Linked DNA regions of Mus musculus: region 2 is linked to region 1. A link is a contact called in public promoter capture Hi-C data. All regions are on one chromosome and are shown on one strand. The core of a region is the stretch at or near the end of the contact, and the rest is flanking DNA. Distances in the headings are between cores, read along the strand shown.

The links. Promoter capture Hi-C pulls out the DNA fragments that hold promoters and counts their contacts.
Region 2: a promoter capture Hi-C map of hematopoietic stem and progenitor cells shows a contact between it and region 1. The contact joins the promoter of Olfr750 here to the promoter of Ttc5 in region 1. A contact is called at or near these places in 23 of 39 promoter capture datasets (3T3-L1-derived adipocytes, the C10 cell line, the HPC-7 cell line and 16 more), 4 of 15 datasets of contacts at CTCF or cohesin (CD8 T cells, the NIH/3T3 cell line, embryonic stem cells and 1 more), 106 of 484 Hi-C or Micro-C datasets (B cells, the C2C12 cell line, CD4 T cells and 72 more), 46 of 115 datasets of contacts at active chromatin or transcription factors (the 230-238 cell line, CD8 T cells, the NIH/3T3 cell line and 30 more) and 4 of 9 other capture datasets (adipose tissue, liver, macrophages and 1 more).

The regions. Positions count from the first base shown.
Region 1 is chr14:50,783,305-50,789,098 of GRCm38.p6, forward strand. It overlaps Ttc5 (tetratricopeptide repeat domain 5), which reads right to left and starts at 2,216. Exons shown (of 10, transcript NM_001080949.2): 1 at 2,134-2,216. The coding sequence starts at 2,184.
Region 2 is chr14:51,068,674-51,074,467 of GRCm38.p6, forward strand. It overlaps Olfr750 (olfactory receptor 750), which reads right to left and starts at 2,769. Exons shown (of 1, transcript NM_207558.2): 1 at 1,638-2,769. The coding sequence starts at 2,718. The coding sequence ends at 1,723.

The DNA of each region.
Region 1 (5,794 bases), core at 966-3,465:
CTGATCTGCTTTTCAGGCTGGTCAGCCCTGATGTTTTCCCTGCATGTACGTCTGTGTAAGGGTATTGGATCCCCTGGAGCCATGTGGGTGCTGGGAATTGAACCTGGGTCCTCTAGAAGAGCAGCCAGTGCTCTCTCAACCATTTAGCCATCTCTCCAGCCCCCATCAGCCTGCTTTCTTAAACAGTCCAGGACCATTTGCCCAAAGATGGTACTGCCCACAGCGGGCTGAACCCTCACACATCATCAATCATTAATAATAATAATTTTTTAAAAATGCTCACAGACCAAATGAGACATTTTCTCAATTGAGGTTCAGTCTTCTCAGATGATCCAATTTGTGTCAAGTTGAAAAAAAAAAAAAAAACAACTAACTAATCAGCACACTTCCTAGAGCAGCAGTTCTCCGCCCTGGGGGTGGAGACCTCTTGGAGATTGACCCCTCTCACAGGGGTCACATATCAGAGATTCTGCACATCAGATATTTACATTACTATTCAGAACAGGAGCAAAACTACAGTTATGAAGTAGCAACAAAAATAATGTTATAGTCCTGATCACCACAACATGAGGAATTATATTAAGGGGTCACAGCATTAGGAAGGTTGAGGACCGCTGACCTAAACCTAATTAGTGCCTTCCTCTCCTCCTCTCTAGTTAATCACACTTTTTTTTTTCCAAAATGCCTATCATTTTAAATGATATGGCCTATTCATTCATTACTTTCTGAAATGGCTGATGTAAGTTCCATAATGGAAAGAATTTCTTGTTGATTAGGGCTATACTTAATCACTAGAACAAGGGCTGGGTCATGATCAACTCACATTAAATACAGTGGTTAAATTAACTAATGTAGTGCCTATGTTATTAACAAATTCGTATGCATAAGTAAAGTCCTACCCTGATAAAAACAATAAGCTGACACCTTCTTTATAAGTATTTCTTAACTTTATGTATATTATTCCCAGGAAAAACAGGTCCTGAAGAGACTGGTTTCAGCACATATATAAAGTCAGCATGCTCTACTCTGTTCTATAATAATAATAAAATGGTCAACATGATCTGTGGAACACAATTTGTGGAATTTTTAAGAGAGTTCTAAGCAACAGTCACAGCCAGTTTCTTTTTGTCATGCAATGAGCATGGCTGTAAAGTTAAAGGAAAGTGTTATTGTTGTGTTTTAGTCGTTTTGATTTTGCTGAACAAACTTCTGTGGTGGCAACAGCAACACAAATGAGTTGTTAATGAATAGGAAAGTGTGAAAACAGGAAGTGATTCACGGCCACTCCAAATAGCCTCAAGGACAACACCATTCTGCATAACGTTTTGTATTTCTTTCCTATGCATACAAATGTACAAAGTGCATCCAAAGTCTCGCTGCCGATAGGATTAAAAATCTGACTTCTGCCAATCCCACTAAGGAATAGTTAACCAAAGTCCATGTTCTGAGTGTTCTTTTAACTCCCACAAGAAACAAAGAAACCTAATCAATGCTTTAAATTTTGTTAGATTTGGTGGCTCAGGCCTTTCATCTCACCACCTGCGAGGCAGAGACAAGTAGATCTTTAGGAGTTCGAGGCCAGCGTGGCCTGTAAAGCCAGTTCCAGGCGACCCTGATTCAAAACAACAAACAAAATTGCTAGAAGTGTATCTAGTTTAAATGCAAGGATGTCTTCGACCACAAACTAAGTTTCGGAGGCTTAAAGAAAATCTTAACTATTAAAAACAAAAATAAAAACGCATACTTGAAGGAAACTCCTCTCTGCCTTTCCACAATAGTCACCTGGGGAGTGGGTGGGGTTAAGAGATTAACTCGACAAATCCGAAAACCAACAACCAGGGCATCTGTTCTGCAGTCTATTTCTGAGTGTGGCCAAGTTCAATGCAGAAAGATGCTAAAGAAATGGCTGCTGCTGTGGAGCACAAACAACTCGGTTAACAGTCGGCAGCCACCTGCCACTCCGCGTACAAAGCTACTTGTTACCGAGGAAACCCGGTGGGCAGACTCCCTCCGGGCGCCCACCGAGCAGCCCTCAGCACCGGCTGAACCGCCGCACTCCGCCGCCCGGGCCCTGACCACTGCACTTCCTCCTTTCAGAGCAAGGAGCCAAAAGATTTTAACTCACAGCCTCACCTGCAATTTCTGCAAGACGTGCTTCGCTTCTTCCTCTTCATCAGCCATCATCCCAGCCGCTCTCAGCGTCTCCTCCCCCAACTTTTCAACCACAGAGACTCAGCCATGCCTACGCTGAAACCACAGCGACCCCTGGGGCTCCGGAGGCCCATCTGCGCCTCAGAGACACAGCTACAACCCAACTTAATCCAGAACTTGGTGTCTCAAAGATGCCCTAGAACTGCTTTGGGGTTTTGTTTTGCTTCTTTTTATTGCGACAGAATCTCACCCACCAAGTAGATCAGATTGGCCACGTAGATCAACGTGGCTATGTTGTCCAGGCTGGACTTTTGCCACAAACCCTCAAACTGGGATAACAAACACCTGCTGAGTTTGTGATCACTTTCGGTTTCATAAATAAATTTCCTAGTTTTATAATTCCCTTCCCAAATTCTGGAATCAAAATGTTCTTAAATTAATTCCATTCATTTTTTTGTTTTGTTTTGTATATTCTTGTCCTTTTTTACATCACTCTTAGAAAGCAAGGCCGACTATGAAAGTATGCATGTCAGGTGGTATTTGGAAGAGAACTCCCTGCAAGGGAACTTGTCTGAATATATACCAACTGAAGATATCTGCACGTGTAATTTTTAGCTTTTTAATGTATGATCCTAATAAGTCTACTATGTTTGAGGCTGGCATGCCACCATACTGTACATTAATAATGTTCTCATGTTTATTATTTCTGTAATAAACCATCTCTGAAGAGAGAAACAGGGATTGAGAACTGCAGGTGACTTGAGAAGTCTTCTCAGTGTATTTTCCATTTTTTACCTTGAACATGAATTGCCTATTCAAAAATGAAAAATTTAAACCTTCTGTTTGTTTGAGACAGAGTCTGATATATCCCAAGCTGGCCTGGAACTTGCTATGTAGCCAAAAATAACCTTGAATCCCTGATCTTCCTGCAACCACTTCCAAGTGCTTGGATTATAGACATTCGTTACCCCTGGTTTTTAAGTTTTGAGACACGGTCTCACTATGTAACCTCAATTGTCTGAAAGTCTGTATGTAGATCAGGCTGACCTCGAACTCAAGGAGTTCCTCCTGTCTCTGCCTTCTAAGTCCTGAGATTACAGACAGGCATCACCACATCCAACCACAATCTTAAAACTTTTAAAATTCCTTTGCTAAAAAAATTATCTCTGCAAAAAGACATTAAACACCTCCAAATGCTTCCAAAAAGACTGTGCAGCAGAGACAAAGAAAAAAAGTGATCATTTCCTGAAGTGGAAATTTCTGGAGACTCAGGTCATAATGCTTTGCTGGGGCAGACAGGTGAAAGGATGTTTGGCTGAAGCAGACACAGGTGAGAGGATGTTTAGCTGAAGCAGACACTTGAGAAAGAATATAAATATGATCCCACAGACAGTGAGTGGGACAAGGCTTGTGCTTTGGCTCATCTTGCACCTCGCTAGTCTCAGTTGATAGCGCTCTAGGCCTTGCACCACCTTGCTGATCTCTGCTTCTCACTGATCTTAACAGAGAGTAACTCACCCAAGAACTTCTCATGATATTCCGACGGCTTCTTGCCATTTCCACAGACTCCACACCGACCCAGCAGAGCCTCTCAGTTTATTCTGAATCCAGCTACAGCTGCTGAACTCGTATGTGGTGTCTGCTGAGTGGATGGAACTGCATCTGCTGATTGGTGTGTGGTAGTTTGCTAGTAGAGTGAACTGCTGATAATGCTGACAACAAAGATTGGAATCACCCAAAGAACTCTTTCTAAACTAAACAGGTCCACTTCCCGTGTCCTAATAACCTTTCTTTTGCATGACCTCTGGTGGGTGGGAGGCTAGAAGTGAAGTTAAAGAATTTAAGGACCCTTATTAAAGTACGTTTTGAAAAAAAAATCTAAGCCTACAATTCCCTCTGCTTTTTTTCATGCCTTTAAAAGAGCCCACAATGGGGCAGTCGAGATGGTGCAGTAGTTAAGAGCACTTGCTGCCTTTCCAGAGGATCCAGGTTCAGTTCCTAACACCCACATGGCAGACCACAACTGACTATAATTCCAGTTCTAAGCTATCTGACACACTTACACAGGCATACATGCATGCAGGCAAAAACACTAATGCACATAAGGTAAAAAAAAAAAAAAAGAAATCATAAAAAATGAAAAGCCTGACATGCAAATTAAAATTAACTTTTTTAAGAAACATAATATTCCTGACAGTTTATAATTAAATTTTTTTCAAATTTACCCTACTTATATTTCAAACTGTTCAAGATGCCTATTTCCTTATATTTTTCCAACAAAATTGAAAAATCTCATAGAAAGAATATTTCTTAAACTATAATCTAAAATCTTTTTACTAGCTATAAAATATGTATTTTCACTTATTGGTCTTGGTGTTAGGTGCTTCAGGGAGGTAGGCAATGCCATCAAGGGGCAATCATCTCAACCAAGCTTTCTGCCCTGTGCAGAAAGGCGACTAGGGAAGCAAGACTGGCAAGCCCCACACTGTGCCATGCAAGATGACAAGTCACTGTGTCTCTGTTGGTGCATCTTATCCCTGCTCCCAGAGGCACTGGCATGTCTCTGCTCCTGTCCCCAAGAAGCTCATGATTGCTGGCCAGTATTGATAACTGCTACCCATCAACCAGGGGCTGTACTTGCCACCATGGACAACTTTGCCAAGGCCACCATTGATGCCACCTTTAAGACCCACAGCTACTGTGGGTCTTGCCCCCACCATCCCCAACCTCTGGAAACAGACTGTCACCAAGTGTCCTTATCTGGCAAAATTCACTGACCATCTCCATAGTAAGCTCAGGCCTGAAAAATAATAATAATAATGTCTCCACAAAAACAAAGCTAGAAAGGTTAACTCCGTCTCACACTGGTGTATGTGGAGGGAAAACCCTTGGAATCCAGTTACTGTTCGCCCTCTAGTGGAACACTAATTGAATGTACTAACTAGGCACAATTACCCTATAAGTCAGAAATAGTACTTGATAAAGAAAAACTGTTTAAAAGCATTAATATACCTTCTTATAGTCAGCAGCACTAGTATAGGAATGGCTTGATAAGTTCTGATTAAAGTTGACCTTCACAAATCTTTCACCTAATCTGTAACCATGTTAATGTGCTTTGAGGTCATTTCTAAGTAGGAACCACTCGTACTTTATAGTCAACCTGTTCAGAATTGACTGAACCAAGAGAACACTGTAGAGTCAGTCTTACTACACTCTGGACCTCCAGTGCATCTCCGGGCTCACCTGAATTCACAGCCTTAGCAATGTTCTGTAAGCAAGGCCAGAAAAACAATTTTCTCCCTTATAAGATTTGCATAGAAGACTAAGCAAAAGCTACTTGGTCCTTTTTGGTTTGTATAGGTTCTTGAGACAGGGTTTCTCTGTGCAGCCCTGGCTGTCCTAGAATTCACTCTGTAGACCAGGCTGGCCTCAAACTTAGAAATCTGCTTGCCTCTGTCTCCTGAGATAAAAGTTGTACATCACCACCACTTGGGTCCTCATGACTATATTTGCTGTACAGCTCAATAAAGATGGCCTTTATTCAGCATTTTAGATTAGGTAATTAGAATGCTAGAGACCAAAGTCTTCACACTCTTGTGCACAGGGACACAGATAATTAAAAATAAAAATATGCCGGGTGGTG
Region 2 (5,794 bases), core at 1,519-4,018, 290 kb after region 1:
ATGAGGTTGTTTTCTCAGTTGAGGTTCCCTCTTCCCAAATGTCTGTAGCTTGTGTCAAGCTGACATAAAACTGTCACAGCTTTGTTAAAATTTTTTAAAGGGGGATCTAGATTTTTCTTATTTCTCCTCTGTCACACAAAACAAAACAATTAAAGTTGCCAATGAGAAATACCAAGGGAAAAGGTCAAATCCCAGTATAGCTGGGATCTTCCAGGGGCCAGCCTGAGAGGCTGCGATCTCTGCAGCCTTACCACAAAACAACAATTCTAAGACAGACTTTAATTTATGTGCTTCTTGGTTGGTTGGTTTTTGAGACAGGGACTGTCTATGTGGCCCTGGCTATCCTGGAACTCACTATGTACACCAGGCTGCTGGGGCGAACTTTTGAAGGTGCCTTTTGATCTTCAATTATACTTTCTTTTCCTTTTTGAGACCAGGTCTCACCATGTAACCCTAGCTGGCTGGAACTCACCAAGGAGTAGGTGCACGCACCACACCTACTAAGTAAACAGCGGAAGACGTCTGTCATCTTAGGCACAGATATGCGTCTTGGCTTACTTTGTAGTTTATGTTGGCTTACTATGTAGTTTATATTTTCCAAAACAACCTTTGGAAGTTTGTAGTTAAAAGCCTTTAGGAATGTACTGACTTGAAATATTGCAAAGAGGGCCTGCCAGACTGCACACGCAGAACAAAGGGTCAGGGGGTCCTAAAAAGTGCTACTGTTGCACATTGAGAAACCTATGTAGGTCCTGGAATTCCTTTCAGCCTGTGCCATGGCCACTCTACTCCCACAGACACGAGGCAGAGAAACGATCGTAAGCGGTCTCCTTATCTGGAGTAAACTTGGTGACTCTGTTAATGAAGCCATACTGTTTAGCTTTGTTTTTCTAATTTTTATTTTATTTTGGGTGTATGGGTGTTTTGGCTACGTGTGTGTGTGTGTGTGTGTGTGTGTGTGTGTGTGTGTGTGTGTGTGTGTGCCACATGCATGCAGTGCTCTTGGGGGACAGAAGAAGATGCTGGAGTACACTGGAGACCTATGTTTTAGCAAAGTTGTGGTCATCGATTTTAGATTCAGTGTTGGGCCCAACATCTCTATTCCATCTTAATTTATCCAAAGCCTGCCCCCTAGTGGCACACTTCCTTCAAGGAGACCTCACCCACTCCAACAAGGCCACACCTCCTAAGAGTGCTACTCCCTATGGACCAAGAATTCATACACTTGAGTCCATGGAAGCACCACGCTCCCCTAATTTAGGGTTGATCAGTTTGAAGAAAGAATAGTTGGTTGGCCTATAACTGTTGTGTCTATCAGCTGGGGGCCTATTGGCAAGGGGGAAAAAAGCCTTCCAGGCCTTTGTTTTAAGCTGCCAAGTTTTTGTAACAGATCAGGAGGGTAAGAAAAGACAGCAATGTTGGAAGTTGGTCACCTTTATTACCTAGCTGTGGTCCCTCTCCCTGTCTACCTACCAGAGAATCTCTGTCTGACTCCTAGTCTCACATGGCATACCCCATATTCCCCACATAGGCACATAATTAATAAAATAAGATATTGAAAATAGTGTGAGTTGTTATTACGACGCATAATATAGAGTTAATTCATTTTGCTTGAAAGAGAAATGTAGGCTTGTTCTCCTTGAAGCTCGTCCTGGCTCCTCTCATGATGAAGGAAAAGCTGGCAATGGAGATGTGTGGACCTGAGACTGAGTCCCCACGCTTTCAACTGGCTGTCTTCTTTCTCAAACTATCCCCAAGTAAAGACTGTTCTAACAGCTTGGCGACTACCTTCCTGAACATCTCTTTCAAAGCTTCCTTGACTTGATCGTTGCGCAAGGCATAGATAAAAGGATTCAGCAGAGGGGTCACAAATGTTGTTATCACGGTTACAGACCAGTTAGTATCCACAGAGCCGCTCTGGGATGGCCTTACGTAGAGGAAAATGGCACTTCCATAGAAGAGGGTTACCACCATCAAGTGAGAAGTACAGGTGGAGAAAGCCTTCTGCCGACCGGAAGCAGAGGGGATGCGCAGGACCGCCAGGACTATGTGGCCATAGGACGCACCAGTAATGGTGAGCGAGGACATGATGACAAGAAAGGCCAGGACAAAGTCAGCCTCCTCCAGTCTCGTGGTGTTGGTACATGCCAGGTGAAGCAAGGGTCCACTGTCACAGAAGAAGTGCTGAACCACAGCACCCTGTTTGCAGAAAGGAAGCAAGGCCACAGCCACTGTGGGGCCAAGCACAGGGAGGAGTCCCCCCATCCAGCAGGCCAAGGCCACCCGAAAGCACACGGCTCCATTCATTAGCAAGGGGTAATGCAGAGGACGGCAGATGGCCAGGTAGCGATCCACAGACATGACGGCCAACAGTAGGAACTCAGAGGCCCCCAGAAAGAAGTAAAAGTAAAACTGAGTGATACAGGCAGCAAAGGAAATGGTGTGCCGTCTCGAGAGGAAATTGCTCAGCATCTTCGGAATGATGACAGAAGTGATCAGAATCTCGAGGCAGGACAAGTTAGCCAGGAAGAAATACATGGGTGTCTGCAGGCGGTGATCCGCCCCCACCAAGACAACAATCAACGTGTTGCCTGTTAGAGTCAACAGGTAAACGAAAAGGAACACGGAGAACACTTCCGCTCCTGTGCTGTTGAGATTCGGGAAGCCTGCCAGGACAAACTCCGTAGTGCCGACACTCTGGTTCGCACGTGGAGCCATTATTATCTTTCCCAGCTGTAAAGATGAAACGACGTTCTATCACCCATCCTGAAACTCAGAGAAATTTCCCCTAAAGGGTAGCCACGTCTTAGGAAAGCGTCCGGAGTCTATATCTTCAACGATCTTGTTCTCAAATCTCGACTGATGGCTCTTCATTATGATGGGGAAAGTATCTCTGAACATCAGAGTTGGGTGAAAATACGAGAATGAGATTTTGTGAAGAAACAGAGCTCCGGCTGATTTCCTGCTTTAGAATTCTTGCTGTTTACACACACCCCGGTCTCCTACGCTCTGCTTTTCAATTACAAACTTTGGTAAGGAGCAAGAGAAATAACAGGACAAAGGATTCAAAAGTTTCCTGTGTCAACCTAACGAACTGGCAGAGAAAATCAGGACGAAAGTCAAAGCCCAGGCTTGGCTTGCCCCACGTTTGGAAGCGGATCAAGAGATGGGGTCCTTGCTTGGGTTTCAGTTACCCAGTTAAACAATTAGCTGCAGAGACCAGGGTATTTGATACACCAATTCTCCCCTTTTATGGAGAATTTTCACAATAAACCAAGAACCTAACTAAACTCAGATTGACACAAACTACTTGCATTTCTGAAGTAAGTGTAGTACACATAAAGGAGGCTGACTATAGCAAGAAGCCATATTGATCCATTCACTTACTCGGTTGCATTCAAGCTAAGTGCCCCGGCTAACATTAATATCAGCCCATGAGGCCTTTTTTCAATTTGTGACATTTTCCCTTCTGAGACAGAATCTGAAGCCTTTTCAAAAACAGGCTGTCAGAAACAGAATTGCAAATCACTGTTATAATTAATTAAACTGGAAATGAAGTAGATTCAAGCCATTCCAGTCCCACAAACTTAAAAAAAAAAAAAAAGGTTGAATTGATGGTATTGTAAAGTGCTGTCTCTAAAAGTCTCCACTAAAAGATAACAGAAAACACAAACTAAAGAAAAGAAAAAACTAAAGACTCTCAGTAGCAAAACATCAAGGTTGATTTTCAGAGCGTTGATTTTTCTCTAGCTAAATTGTTCCGAACACACCCCATTCTTGCAGTGACATTTTAGGACAACGGTCCCATTCCCAGCAGATGTTAGACTCCTGACTCTCTACTCTGGTCCCCCTTCTCACCTCTGGATCTCAGATGCGGGAGTGGGAAGCACGTGCCCCTTTCGTCTAGGATACAGGAGCTTTGTGGTTATCCGCCTTAGGGGCTCATCGCTGGCACTTCTCCCTCCAGCATCTACAGAAATCGCACTGCGCAGGTCAGGACTACAGTTTTACCTCTGCTCTCACCATGTGCCGCATTCTGTATTTAGCGATTCAAAGACAGGCCATGTTGCTGGATCACTGTCCAATGCCTAACATGACAGAAAAATTAGGGCTTGTGACCAGTAGCGAAGAAATGCTACTGATATGTACAGAATGCTAGGAAGAACGTGAAACACGAGCCTTAGAGGGTAAGTAGTGCTCTCAAGAAAGAGATGCCTAAAATATAGGACTGAGCACTTGAGGGGACAAGAACACTTCCACGAAGCAAAGCATTTGACCTAAGAACAGAAAGTAAGAGTGAAGTGTAATGAGAAGGCACTGGGCACCTCAAAGCAGATTTTTTTCCCCCCCTGGCTCTCTGTCATTCCTTGTGAAACCACCTCATTGGACTGAGCCTATCTATATCTGAAGTAACGGGGGATGACTCTCCTGCTCCAGAATGCCCTTGATATTTCATAAGGGTAGGACCCTGAAACGTTTATCTTCCCGGTTTGTAAGTCAGTATCACCTCCACCGTCCCACCCTTCCAGCAGCCTGCAGCACTATGAAACTGAGTGTAGCCTGGTATCCTTGCAGCTCTGGGGATGAATCTGCACTTGGGAAAACAAGAAATCGGGTAAGGCCTCTTCCCTTGGGTTCTTTTCTCCTTGGCATAGCCTCTGGTGCTGATCTCCTGCCTAGTGAGCATAGGGGCTTTTCTGACCCTGAGGAGGGTGTTACATTGTTCCTCACAGATTTGCTCTGTTCTGTTTGTCTGATTGAGTGATTTGAGTCAGGGTCTCACTAAGTAACCTTAGACCTTGCTATATAGACCAGGTTAGCCTTGGATTCACAGAGATGGATATAAACACTGTTTCTGGATATACTGCCCCTTCTTATACCAGGAGCAAGTCAAACTTCAGGGCCCAGTCTCCTTCTGTAGATAGAATGGCTCCTACAAAATGATCAGGGTCCTGGGCTGACTTAGGCACAGTTCATGTGAAAGACAATTGTCTCAGCACTAAAATGTCACTGCAAGAACAGAAGCTAGAAGGCAGGGGGTGAACATGGACTGTTACTTCTACCTTAAGAGTACAACACTGCCGGGCAGTGGTGGCGCACGCCTTTATTCCCAGCACTCAGGAGGCAGAGGCAGGTGGATTTCTGAGTTTGAGGCCAGCCTGGTGAGTTCCAGGATAGCCAAGGCTATAGAGAGAAACCCTGTTTAAAAAAAAAAAAAAAAAGAGTACAACACACTTACCAATAGATATTCTCTCTAGTGGTTGAAAAACATATTTTTTTTGACTTGACGGGCTTTAGGAATAGAATGTCCATTGTTTTGCTTTTAGATCACATTCTTCCTGGCTCCTGGATTTAGATCGAGTGCAGGGAAAAATCACTTAAAGTCATTGGTCTCTAATAAATCGCTGTATTACAAGGTAGAATCTTCCATGTGCCACTTTGGTTTCCAGCGGAGAAATAAGACTTGATCCAGACATATGGAGCTTAAGGAGCAGCAGGGCTGGGGAGAGAGAAATTACCCAGACAGCAAGACAATAAAAGAGAGAGTTGGGGTGCAAACATGTCCCAGTGGTCCTCAAAATTTGTGATTCTATGATAACTTCCTAGATCCTGGGCCTGGTAAATCTGAAAAGGAGACAAAGAATATTTTCTTCACTTGACATCAACCATCCTAAGTCAGGCAACTGCAAGAGAAGCATGAACCACGGAAATGAGAGAACTCATGGCACCTGACCAGCATCAACCGCCTTGCTCCTCATGACACTCAGGGGGAAATGTCTGTAACTCAAGCAAC